Linked DNA regions of Sus scrofa: regions 1 and 3 are each linked to region 2. Evidence: chromatin contacts called from public Hi-C data. All regions are on one chromosome and are shown on one strand. The core of a region is the stretch at or near the end of the contact, and the rest is flanking DNA. Distances in the headings are between cores, read along the strand shown.

The links. A called contact is a pair of places that touch in the nucleus more often than the background predicts.
Region 1: a Hi-C map of skeletal muscle shows a contact between it and region 2, with 2.6 times the contacts expected there. A contact is called at or near these places in 3 of 47 Hi-C or Micro-C datasets (fetal heart ventricle, psoas muscle and skeletal muscle) and 1 of 2 datasets of targeted methods (skeletal muscle).
Region 3: a contact with region 2 is called in a Hi-C map of embryonic fibroblasts, with 5 times the contacts expected there. A contact is called at or near these places in 4 of 47 Hi-C or Micro-C datasets (embryonic fibroblasts, fetal heart ventricle and heart right ventricle) and 1 of 2 datasets of targeted methods (skeletal muscle).

The regions. Positions count from the first base shown.
Region 1 is chr3:74,489,063-74,493,379 of Sscrofa11.1, forward strand. No RefSeq gene overlaps it. Among named protein-coding and RNA genes, the nearest start is that of ETAA1, 250 kb to the right of the region's middle.
Region 2 is chr3:74,657,815-74,662,049 of Sscrofa11.1, forward strand. No RefSeq gene overlaps it. Among named protein-coding and RNA genes, the nearest start is that of ETAA1, 77 kb to the right of the region's middle.
Region 3 is chr3:74,509,078-74,513,282 of Sscrofa11.1, forward strand. No RefSeq gene overlaps it. Among named protein-coding and RNA genes, the nearest start is that of ETAA1, 230 kb to the right of the region's middle.

The DNA of each region.
Region 1 (4,317 bases), core at 1,244-3,743, 170 kb before region 2:
TTTTCATAAACTCGAACAAACAGGTTCCTTTTTCATAAGGTTATGGGGCCACCCTTTTCTTGTTCCACTTTAGTTGACACTAATTTCACACGGTTCTTTCTTCATGGACTCCCTTCGCCTACCTACAGAAAAAGAGTGAAAACCTCCTGATCTTACTTCACAGTGACGATTAGACAAGAAAGGAGTAGGTACGGACATTTCTGACTGATCAGCCTGCAAGGAGCACGGCCATATGGAGAAAAGGGAGAAACATACCTTTCTGGCTATTATTTGACTTCATCAATATGAAAGCTACGCATACCATGCTGCCATGTGTTCTGGCCTGAGCATACTTTAATGGGGAAGTGACCCGAGTGACCCCATCATCCTTCACGTTCAACCCTGGAGTTTTGTGAAATCAAAGAATTGACTTCCTAGGATTTATGAACTATTTGCCTTATTGGTGAGCTGGTTAGATGAAGCTAAGAATTTTTGATCAAGTTGGTAAAGAAAAGAAAACATCTTTTTTTTTTTTTTTTTTTTTTTTTAGGGCCACATACACAACATATGGAGATTCCCAGGCTAGGGTCAAATCAGAGCTATAGTTGCTGGCCTATATCACAGCCCCAGCAAGCAGGATCCATGCCACAGCTCTGACCTACACCACAGCTCATGGCAATGCCAGATCCTCAACCCACTGAGCGAGGCCAGGGATCGAATCTGAAACCTCATGGTCCCTAGTCAGACTCGTTTCCATTGCACCATGATGGGAACTCCAGAAAACATCTTTTTAAAGCCATTATCATTTATCTGTGCATGGAATTATAATCACTCCTGTGTAAAATTATAGATGTTAAATTTTATGGAGTCAAATAACTAGACTGTTAGAATAACCCGTCTCCCACTAGAAACTTTCTTAGATTACCCATCTTTTTTTTCTGAAATAGGACCTAAATTGGTTTACTTTGATGGAAATATATGTGGTGTGTGTGTAGGGGGGGAGGTATGTCCAGGGTGGGTCTTTTCCCAAAGAGCAGCTTTTGATGTTTACAGACTCAATGCTGTGACCAAAGTTCACTATAAGATAATCATCTCCAGGGATGCTCAATTCTTACAATTATCCCTAAATCTCTCTCTTCCTCCTTGCTTGCTGTTTTGGTTCAGTGTCTAGCTCCTTTTCTCTCTCACTAGCTTAGTGACCTGTCTCCCAGGACTCTCTTCAAAGCCAAGTGTCAATCTGCTAATGGCTTGCTTCTTTCTCTCTAGTTTTACCCTTTCAAACTTCCCTTCTGAACCATCAGAGACCTTCTTCCCATCATATTTCTTTTTCTCCCTTTCCCTGGATGTTTCCTAAGCAGCCCTATTTTACAGATCCTTTCTTCATTTCCCACAGCTTAGTTGACTCTTCCATCTTTTTTTTTGGTCTTGGGCTGCACCTGTGCCATATGGAAGTTCCCAGGCTAGGGGGTCGAATCAGGGCTGCAGGTGCCAGCCTATGCCACAGCCACAACAATGCTGTATCCAAGCCACAACTGTGACCTATGCCACAGCTTGTGGTGACACCGGATCCTTAACTCACTGTTGGAGACCAGGGATCGAACCCGCATACTCATGGACACTATGTCAGGTTCTTAACCTACTGAGCCACAACGGGAACTCCCCCCTTCATCTTATTTAATCAGTTCTCTGTTCCCATAAAGATGGCATTATTATCCCCTTTTGAGAAGTCTGAGCCTGAGAGAGCTTATGTGATTTAACCAAAGTCACAGAACTGTTAACAGGTAGAAGTAAAGTCTCATTGGGTGATTTTTTTCCTGTTTCCAACCCATTTTTCTTCCCCATTCAGGTAAATGCTTTTCGTCTTTGTTCCATCACATCCCCTGAGAAGTGAACCCACGATTTCCCTCTCATCCCTCCCCTTCCCCCTCTGTTCCTCTCTCCTCTTTCCTTCTTTCTTTGAGCCTTCTTACTTTTGCAGCTGTTTTCCAAAAGCATTTAAGGTGGCTTGCAAAGATGTTTACAATACAGTGAAATTAAAGAAAGAAATTTAAAAGTGAGACAGGAAGAGAGTTGGAGTAGAAAATATGATATGAATGAGGGAGTTCCCATTGTGGTTCAGCAGATTAGTATCCAGGAGGTTGCAGGTTCAATCCCTGGTCTTGCTCAGTGGGTTAAAGATCTGGCATTGCCGTGAACTGTGATGTAGGTTGCAAATGCGGCTTGGATCTGGCACTGCTGCGTCTGTGGTGTTGGCCAGCGGCTACAGCTCTGATTCAACCCCTAGGCTGGGAACTTCCATATGCCATGGCTTCGGCCCTAAAATGCAAAAAAAGCAACAACGTGACATGAATGAGAAGTGAAGTTAGGACCCAACCTCAGCCGTGAGTCAAATTCCCAGAGACACCCTGCTCTTCTTGGTGTGAACCTTCTCCCTGGAAGCACATCAGGGGAGACTTCCTGGAGCCCAAGCGTCAAAAGGCGCTGTGCTCACTTAGTCAACAGATTGTTGGTGCCACAGCTAAAGGCCGGGGTGAGAACAGCTGGCCTTGGGAGAGTGTCCAAATGCCAGCCATTTTATTACTGCCACTAGCCCTGACTGACAACTGCTTTTTAAAGGGAAAATGCCAGTCATGAGGAAGGGCTTGGGTGTCACCCCTCATCTGCATTTAGGCCTTGTCACATGGTCACCCAGGAATGGCTCCTGGATCACCCCCAATGGCTGTCCTGTCGCCTCTGCAGGACTGCTCTTGCCTTTCCCTTCTAGTTTTGCAAAAGTTCTGTGTGAAGAGTCCAGAGACCCATGTCCCTTCAGGCTCTGGGCTGGAGGCCAGTTTTGCCCTCTGAGAATTTCTAAGTCTTGGGGACCTTCCAATTTCTCGATGGCTGGTTCTACTATTGATCTTGATTTCTTTAAACATTTCTTCTTCTTCCTTCTGGAAATTTATGCCTGTTCCTCACATCTGCCTTGTCCTCTGTGAACACTCAGGCAGAGAATTCATTTAATTATTATTTTTTTCGCCTCTGCTGGCTGTAAATTTCTCTTGCCATTTCTCTGACCTCTTGTTCCTTACAGACTTCAAAATGTCTTTGTTTCAACCTCATGTAATTTATCTTGCATTCATTCTGCACCTTTGCTTGTTTTATCCTTTTTAACGCTGCCTTGATTTTCCTCTGTAATAGTCAAGGACCTCCTCCACCTGTTTATAGCTTGCCTAAATGCCCCTTCTTTGCCTTTGAATTATCTCCTTGACACCAACTTCCTCTTCCCTCATCTCCTCCCTCTCCCTTGCCTGAGTATTATTACTGTGCATTGCCTGTTGGTTGGTGATCGCTTACATTGCTTTTCCACTTGTTCGTCTCCCTTCCATCCTATTGCTTTATCCCACTATCACTGTTACCATCACTTTTCAGCCACCTAAGACTCTTCTGACTTGAGACGACTTGCTGCTGCCTCTACTGCCTGCTCAGGATGATGCAGAAATCCAGCCCACCCATCTCTTCTTTCTTTCTTCTTGCAATAAACAGCCACGTTAATTCAAGTTCCTATGCATCGTATAAGAAATCACTCTCCAACCATATGGGATAACTTATGGCTGCAAATAAAAATTCCCCGATGTTTTGCTCCTCACAAGTTTTCACTTCCCCAGCACAGCTTGGGAAGTCCAAGATGTTAAAATCCCTAGGGAGTGCATATTTTCACGAAAATTCAGTTTCTACTTCTAGAATGTTTTTTCCACTCAGAGAGATTTAACTTTGCAGTAACATTACAGAGTGTCACAACTTTTCTCTTCTAGCCTGACTTCCACCTCTACCTGGGCTTCCTCTTTTTTTGTCTTTTCGGAGCCAAGCCGTGGCATACAGAGGTTCTCAGGCTAGGAGTCCAATCAGAGCTGAGTTCCCTGCCTTCCGCCACAGCCACAGCCATGCGGGATCTGAGGTGCATTGGTGACACACACCGCAGCTTATGGCAACGCTGGATCTGGGCTTCTTTTTTTTTAAAAGAAGACAATTTTGCATTGTTGACTAAATTTGTTGTCTTCAATTCATGGGCGTTATCCCAGCATAAATATAGGCTTTAAGCTCTTTTTCACTACAATTTATGAGGAAAAACTCAAAATTAAAGCAAAAAGTTTCATTTCAGGAGTTCTGTTGTGGCTCAGCAGTTAAGGAAGCTGACTAGTTTCCGTGAGGACTTGGGTTCAATCCATGGCCTTGCTCAGTGGGTTAGGGATCCGGCTGCCTTGAGTTGTGGTATAGGTCTCAGACACAGCTTGGATCCTATTTTATTGTGGTTGTGGCTATGGCCAGCAGCTGCAGCTTGGATTTGACCACTAACCT
Region 2 (4,235 bases), core at 872-3,371:
GCGTCTGCATTTCCCTGTCTGCAAATACTCTGAAAGTGGGCAGATGCAGGAGGGACTAGACAGCCTCCAAGGAATCTTCACCTATGCTGATTCTGACTTTAAAACACCACACGTCTTTTGTTCTCTGACAGGAATGCATTTTCCGGGTGAGTCCTTCATATTTAAATTTGCCCTTATCCAACGCTATATATAGTCCACTGACCGATCATGACCAGTTGCCTTCTAAATCCATAGCATCTGTAAAAGAAATACTCATATTCACCATAGTCTCCTCTTCAAAAGCGTCACCGCCTCCCACTGCTTCCTGCTTGGGTCCCTCACCCCCACGTCCCACCCACACCCCCAGAACTAAAGACCACAAAATCTTCTCTGGGTTCCTGCCAAGATGGTGTATTTAAGAGCAGTGGAAGAGCCCTCTTAAATCCACTGATAAGACCACTTGTGAATCAGTTAATCCAAAGTTAGTTCAAGGTGAGAAAGATTTGAAGTGATGTGACACTTAACCATTTATTTGAATGCACAGCCACATCTCTTCTGCTGATGTAGGAATGAGGCCGCTTGCTTCTGTCTAGACCCTCTTTGGAGTTCCCACAGCATCTTTCTCGTATAACCCACATCCAGAATGCATTTCTGCAATTTCCGGTTTGGGATTTCTCTGAGAAAACTCCATGATACTTGCAAAACAATGTGACTGCCAAAAAGCTGTCCACATTTTTTACAGCTTTTTCTAGACTTTCAGCATTGTCTTGCACAGTCTATTAAAGTGACCGAAATTAAAAACAAAATCTCCTGTATCATCTTTCCAAAGCACTTAATTTTTCATAGCTATAACCATTTCTACATTCATATTTTGTTTGATTATGTAATATTACGTTAAATGGCATCATTGTATTACAAAAGTACAATCACATAAGCAGGTTTGGAAACAAATTACAGAAGCAACTGGTTCTCCATAAGCATTCAGTTCCATGGTGAGGAGCCATTAGCATTCTCCTGAAGCGGGTTTTATGCAATGAGTAGAGAGCAATGGCTCATCGGGTGGATCTAAGTGCAAAGTGGTTAAATAGGGGGCTGGAGGAGAAAGCTTCGACGGTATACACATCAACCGATAAATTTTAGAGTAAACAATTTCTCATAACTGGCAGAGAAACTGAGGACTTAGCTGTTTGCCACAAAGTCACTAAGTGACCACAGGCAGGAATAACATGCCAAAATACCCAAGAACCATTAGCCAGGATAGCCTGGTTCTTGTCCAGTTAGAACAAATGCCAGCCGTAAGCAATCTGGAAGGATACACCGTGTGTTCTGACTGGATTTAGCTCTGACGTTGGGTAAGCTGACAGTTTAGGCCTTAGTCACTTGTGAACAAGGGAGGTTGGTCAAGCAAAGCTCTATGCTTCCTTCCAACGTGGATATTCTTTATTGAGCTATATCCAGCTCTAATTAATTTCCTCCCCCGGGATTCATCAATTCTCTGATTCAGTTGTTTGTTCTTTCTTTGGAGAGGTGCCATCTCAGAACTGTCATTGAGACACAGACGCTTGTGGCAGTAACAGAAAGACCACAGCAAGGGAGGCGCGCATGAGAAGGTAGATATGAAATATAAACATAGAGTATATATGACTTATATATGCGACATTAAAGAACAGATTCACTTACATGCACTCACATCCTCCTGCCTGATTCTCCAGGGTTCTGTGCTCCGCATGTTCTGTTTTGCTTTTAACCTGGGGATGATGCTTATTTTGATGCCTTGCTTAGTTTACACAGATGGGAGCGTGTTTTCCACATGCAGCTTCTTGTTTGCCAACAAGCCCAGCTGTTGGGGGGCACGGAAGATCACCCAATGATAGAAAACAATCTTGAATACCTTTTCATGTCTCCCTCTCTAACCCTAGAGGGTCTTTTCCAACAATTGCAACTTTAAGAGCCTCCTTCATTTACAGGAAACATTTACTCCTTTATGGCATTTTTTTTCCCCTTTCCAAACCATCCTGCAGGAGGTTACCAGAGAGCAGATAGAGCAGGCACGTTTCAGCTGCCTCTGACGTCTGGACTGAAGGCAGCCAGGTCCATGGGACTTTTATTTTGAACTCCCTCGAAAGGGAGACAGGGCACAACAGATTCAAACACTGGCTTGGGGGAGAAAAAAAAAAATCCTCCCTACTACTTTGCAGTGTCAGCCGGGCTCCCGTATGCCAAGTCACAGCCCATAATAAATTTTATTGCAATGTTATAAACTCCTGAAAAGAGGAACTTGGACGAGAAGTGCTGACACAAGCTGCCAGAGCTGCGGCCCTTCATTCTTGTGGGCTCTGTCCTGACATCAGCACACATCTAGGGCAAAACCCCAAACACTCACTTGCCAAAAGTGTGTTTGGCCCATCAGAGATATTTGATTTTCCCTCAAATTCATTTTAATAAAAAGAACTAGGGGTTCTCATTAAAGAGAAAGGAGCGCTCTTGCAAATGATACATGACTTCGTGTGGACGCTTGTGGCTCAGAGCTCAAAGAGTTCTTCAGCCAAAGTTAAATTCTTCTTGTAAATAAAACTGGCCCTTTTGGGTGGGGGGGTGGAACTCGGGGAGGGGTGGGTGATTATTCATGTAGATGACAGCTTTATGTACTATAATTACAGACATTAATGAAGGCACAATTACTTTATCATACATTACCAGGATCAAAGCAAGTCTCTTAAGAATCACTTGTCAGCATATAGAGTCAATACAGAAATTAGACCAAATACAAATACAAACTGGAAAATTTTGCTTAAATAATGCCCTGGAGGTTACAGAAACAATGAATTGAAGTTGAGAGAGTGAGAAAGACAAAAAGACACACTAGAGGTCACTGTTGCTACTTGAGCTGAAGACATGTCTATATAAATACATATGGATACGCAGGCAGATTTCCAAAATATATTTTTACGCGTCCTTATAAATATATTTTGGTAGCCTGCATGCATATTGGAAAAACTCTAAAAAGATTAGTTATCTTCATTAAATAATAACAGAGTTTTTCATAGTGAGTGTGTGTGTGTGTTTTCAATCTGGTTGTAGGTGGATAATTCGAGCACCTAACAGAAAACATAATTTAAAGGAATTCTTTCACAATCATATCAAATACTTCAACTTTGATGAAAACTCTTGCACCTATCTGGAGTATTTTGAAATATGCCCTTCAACTATTCCTTCACTTGGATCCAAACATCAAAGTAATTAAAGAATTCCGGTTGGTAGGCCTCTTCTTAGGAGGAATGCTGATTCCATCGCTTTGCACTGTGCAAAAATATGAGCTAGTTGAATACAGACAATATATTTAGTTCCATCTTTGAAATGAAGAGTCTCTTAGGTATGGCAAGTCTGTGAAACATCTTGGAACAGTCCACAGAAATTTTTAGTAAAAAGTTCCAATTCTGCATACATAAAAGGATTTTTTTTTTTTTTTTTTTTTTTTTAAGCAAAGCAACCAATGTCCCCTGTGGGCCGTTAATTAGTCTAACTGGAAGAACTCCCTTAATTTGCTGCTCCAGAAGGTCTCCCAACAAGACTGCCGGTGCTTCAAAAGTCCATAGAGTTGAGAGAGGGAGCCTGCCCATCCCAGAGGCCCAGAGCCTGGCTCCTGAGTTCATTACAGAAAAGTTAAAGGCTGAATGGTATCCCACATGCCTATCACGTCTTTGCCAAGGAAGGGGTTGAGAATTCCTCTTCTTAGAATTGGGTCCTAGCTGTCTGTGCTGGGATCACCAGTGTCAACCTGCAGGGTTGGAGACAAGATCCTTGGAAAAATGTCCTCCCCACCCCTCCTGCTTTCTGTTCTTTGCACATGAAACAGATCTATGCCCCAGTTTGATAAGGCAAAATCTAGGAAAAGGAGATAATGAGGAAGAGGGGAGAAAACCACAATGTCTTCTCCTTCTGCTGAACCTCGACTTGGCTTGCTATTGCACAATTTGCTGTGTCCATGTGGCTCAGAGTCCTGGGAGTAATTAAAGTTCAAAGACCTGGGTAATAACTCCTCAGTAACTGGGTGCTTTTTACAGGTTTTGTGGATGTGGCAAAATAGATTCTGAATTTAATTTGAGAATTTTAATGGAGAACTCCATATTTTTAATAGCATTTTCTAAATATCCTTTGTTAAACCAGTGGCTGGTGGGGAGACTATTCAGAGCCTCAGCTTCTCAGTGGGAATCAGAGTCGGTAAGTGTTTTGCCTGGGTAGCGATGCAGCTGGGA
Region 3 (4,205 bases), core at 309-2,808, 150 kb before region 2:
ATACAGAACAATCCCAGCACATCCCAAGGGCTCTCTCAGGCCCTGTCCAGGCATTACCTCCCTCACCATTATGATAACATCTATCACCGCAGATTAGTTTTGCCTATTTTTGAACAAAATATAAGATAAATCACCTAGTGTGCATTTTTGTGTGTGTGTGTGTCTGGGAAGTATTGCTATGTAATATTCCATGGAATGACTATCTCACAATTTATCTTACAAATGATGAGCCTTTAGGATGGAGTTGATATGAATCAAGCTGCTGTGAACATCCTTGTACAAGCCTTTTGGTTGACACATATGCCCATCTAGGTTAGATACACACCCAGGGACAGAACTGCTGGGTCTTAGGATTTATATATTTAATACACACCATCAAACAGTTTTCCAAAGTGGTTGTACCAATTAATGCTCTGACTGAAGATGCATGAGAATTTTAATTTTCTCTCATTGGTTTTATCAGCCATTTTAATTTTAGCTGTTCTGGTGGGAGTATGGTGGCTGGGGGTCTCTTTGTGGTTTTTTGTGAAGGAGTGGGAGGGGTTGTTCCTGATGGTGCTTATCCGATTGTGTTGTTGATTATACAGTTTGGTTTTAAAAGTTTGATGTTCAGGCGTCCTCATTTTCATTCCCTTTTTCCAATACCACATTATTATTATTATTATTTTTCCCCTTGCAATACCCTCAAGAGCAGTATAAAAGCCAAGCAGGCTGATATGACCTCATCAGTTCACTGTCTTTCAGGAATGTGAGATTTCATTTCTTATAGGGTGACCCTATCCAAGATATAAAGGAAAATAGAAAACAGGGCTTAGAACTTGAAAGAGAAAATTTGGGTTAGGCTCTGGCTTAATGCAGTTTCCACTCTTGGAGCCAAAAGCCCTTCTAGTCAATGCACAAAGGGCGTTGCTGGAGCGGGGACAGTTGGTTTCATTACATGCTCATTGTACCACTGCATCAGGGTGTCTAGGACTTTGCCCCAACGATGAAATTAAGGGTGTTATGCTTCATTTCCTGTTTTGGAAAACAGTCTTTGGCTTAAAAAAAAAAAAGGCTAATTGCATATTGTTTTTAAAAAATGCTTTGATAATTCATCACATCATAATTAAACTAATTCGAATACTATTATTTTCCAGCAGCTTTAATGACGTCTTCCCCTTGGCAGAGAACCCGTGAGACCCCCAAATATTGCCATTTGTTACAAGATGGAGAAACTCTGATGACAAATGACTCTATTCAGCTGCATTTCGCTTAATAAGATTTATGCATTAATTGAGTTAGACTTTGTTCCCTTGAGTTCGGCAGACTTCTGAAGTTTTCCGATTTTCTACTGTGTCTCTCCTGCTCCCCACCCCCCTCTTCTCCGCGGAGAATTCTCGGCGTCTGAGTTAGAATAGGTGGAAACATTCTCCGCTTCCAGCGGAGGCTCCCCAGCTTGGTTGGAATGCTTGTCTGGTTGTAATAGAGCCTGCTTTTCGGCCAGCAACTCTTAAAATAGCTCCCTGGCTTATGAAGCAGAAAATAGAAGTTTGGGCAGACCCGTGTTGCCTTTCAGGATGTTTCTGACTGCTTGCTTTGGGGGGCACTGTTGCTCCAGCTTGAGAACCTCAGCGTGGCCCCCGTGAGTGATAGCTCTCCATTGCACAATTTTGTATCTACAGTCCTTGTCAAGTAATCATTACGAATGTTTCGTGAGGAAGGAGTTGGCTCGGAGCAGAGGTCTGGCCTCTCTCTCGGCAGAAGTGAGGGGCTGAAGGGAGGGCATTGGTCTGCCCGCGCCCCGTGGTAAAATTTTCCCCTTTGACAGTGTAATTAAGTGCTAATTAACCAAATGAGTGTAAATGTTGAAGGCTGAGATAAATATCTACATGTCCTTAATCTATTTTTCCCTTCGAAAATTTGATAAAGGAAATTTGGATTTAATGGGGGATATATGTCAAATTTTTTTTCTTTCTTTCTCTCTCTTTTTTTTTTTTTTTTTTTTTTTTAAGGTTGCAAATCTGTTTAGAGGGAACTCAGATCTACTGGTTTGGATTTCTCCAGGAAAAGTTCCCAAGGTATCAAGAGAGAAGCGGGACCATAAAATGCGGATACACTATTGCAATAATTATGTTAAGAAGGCTTAGTGGAGCTACCTTTTGGAAACATCTGGTTTGTTTCTTCTCTTTCCACATCCTGCAGATGCTGCGGAGGCCATGAAACATACCAACATTAGCTCACCAAGTCTTTCTGCTGAAGAAAGCAGAGAGTAGCCTCTTAACTTTTGAAAAAATCTAGTTAGGAAAGAATTCTGCTTTCAGAGCAGGCAGAGATTAGGCCAATAATTGAGAGGGGCCCAGGGCCTTCTAAAAGTGTCAATAGTGATCTGTTTTTGCCAAAGGGAGGCTTTGTGGAGGGGCGGCCAGAGTAATAAATGGGAATCTTTGTAATTCAAGTACGTTCTCATTACCTTCCTTGGTTAGTGATTAAAAATGGGGCTGAGGAAGGGCTGGGGAATCCACTCCCTCTGCCAGCCCGCCTTGGAGCGAAAGGTTCTTAAGCCCATGCCACTTGGCTTCTCCTCCTGGCCTCTGGAGTTCCATGTGAAACTCAGTGGCAGGTAGACTGCTCGAGTGGCCAAGGCAGGCGCCCTGGGAAGGGGGATGCATAATTGAGGGACCATCTGTGGCATGGGGCTGATGACAGCTGCGTGATGTCCTGACACTGCTGTGTCAACACCCTGGGCAGGCAGGAAAAGACAGGGGCAGGCACATGTATGCTGAGCCTCTGGGAGAACAGACGCAGGCATCCCTGAGGGGGAGGGCCTGGGGAGTTTTGAGTTTATTAAATAGGAGTTGGTTGCCTATGAGATTAACACCCTGAAATAAATGCAAAGTTAAGAAATATTTTGGCCTCCAGCCCACTTGGCAGGAGGATTAGGAACCTGGAATGGTCAGAAGGACAAAGCCTTAAAGGGCCAATGTCACATTTTGTTTCTGGCCAGCTGTGATCTCTAAATTTCCCTATCATTTACATCACTCTTTTGGGTTACGGCATCACGTGATGTGTTCAGAAGACCCACCCACCCCATTAAAATGTGTAACAGATGTTTTTCCAGCCACCAGCCTGGCAGACAAGAAGGATGCATTCATCTAAACCCATCTATGAGAACCTAGTATTTCTCAGGTTCGACTCTGAATTGTTGAACTCCAGGTACTGACATCCAGTCCTATTTGCCCTGTTTCCACTGGGGCAAAAAGGAGAAATCTCTGGGATGGCTCAGAAAAGAATCTTGCATGTTCTTCTAGGGTTTCTGGCTTCCTTCAGGTCACCGAAGGGGGTTTCTACAACTTGAGCCAAAGCCTTCCATTTCATCAGCATTTTCACATATGTTTCCACCAGGCACCCAGCTCCTGGCAGACTATTTACCCGACCGCTAGGTCAGGAGAGATCTCTGGGTGAAATCATGTAAGAGCTCTGCCTCCTCCTCGTGGAATGATTTGAGATTCCCTCTAACTGCGCCCCCTCCTCCAAAGGGTTATGCCTTCTTCTTCTGTTCTGCAGCTGGTGAGTTTCTGCTTTTAATTCTTCAACTGTATTTCCCTCTGCTCAGTGGACAGATTAAACCCAATATAATCAGTTTTTAAACCTCTTTAGGAACTTTTGACACTAAAGTAAATGCGTTTCTTAAGGAAAGAGGTTTAGCGTCATGGTCATTATTGTCATAATAATTTTTAACATTTATACCACATTTTAGGGTGAATGGCATGCTTTCCTCTCTATTATTTCTGCTGAGCCTTAAAGCAATGCTGATACAAGCAAGGTGTAAATTACAATGTTGAGGTTACAAGTGAAGAAATCAATGCTTACAGAAAGTAGAGCACTTCATTCAAGGTCATGCAGCCATGACCTGGGCTTCAACCCATTTTAAGTTCTAAGCTCAATGACTTAGAGCTTAGAACTCAGAGCATAGTGAGCCCTTATTAATAGTTTAACATGGTAGGAACTTAAAAAGATAGTCCATAGAATGGGAATGTTTTTGTAGGGCAGAGCAAGTGTGCCAAGAATGTGAGAAAGTAGGGGATTCAGACAGAAATAGAGATGTGAAGTGTAGAGCTAGTTTTTCCTGAAGTGTGTGTTGCAAGATTTCAATAGCTATATTGTCAGGAAAGGAGTTCCATAGCCAAAGAAGCCTGATAAATATTAAATTAAGAGAAGTCATGAAA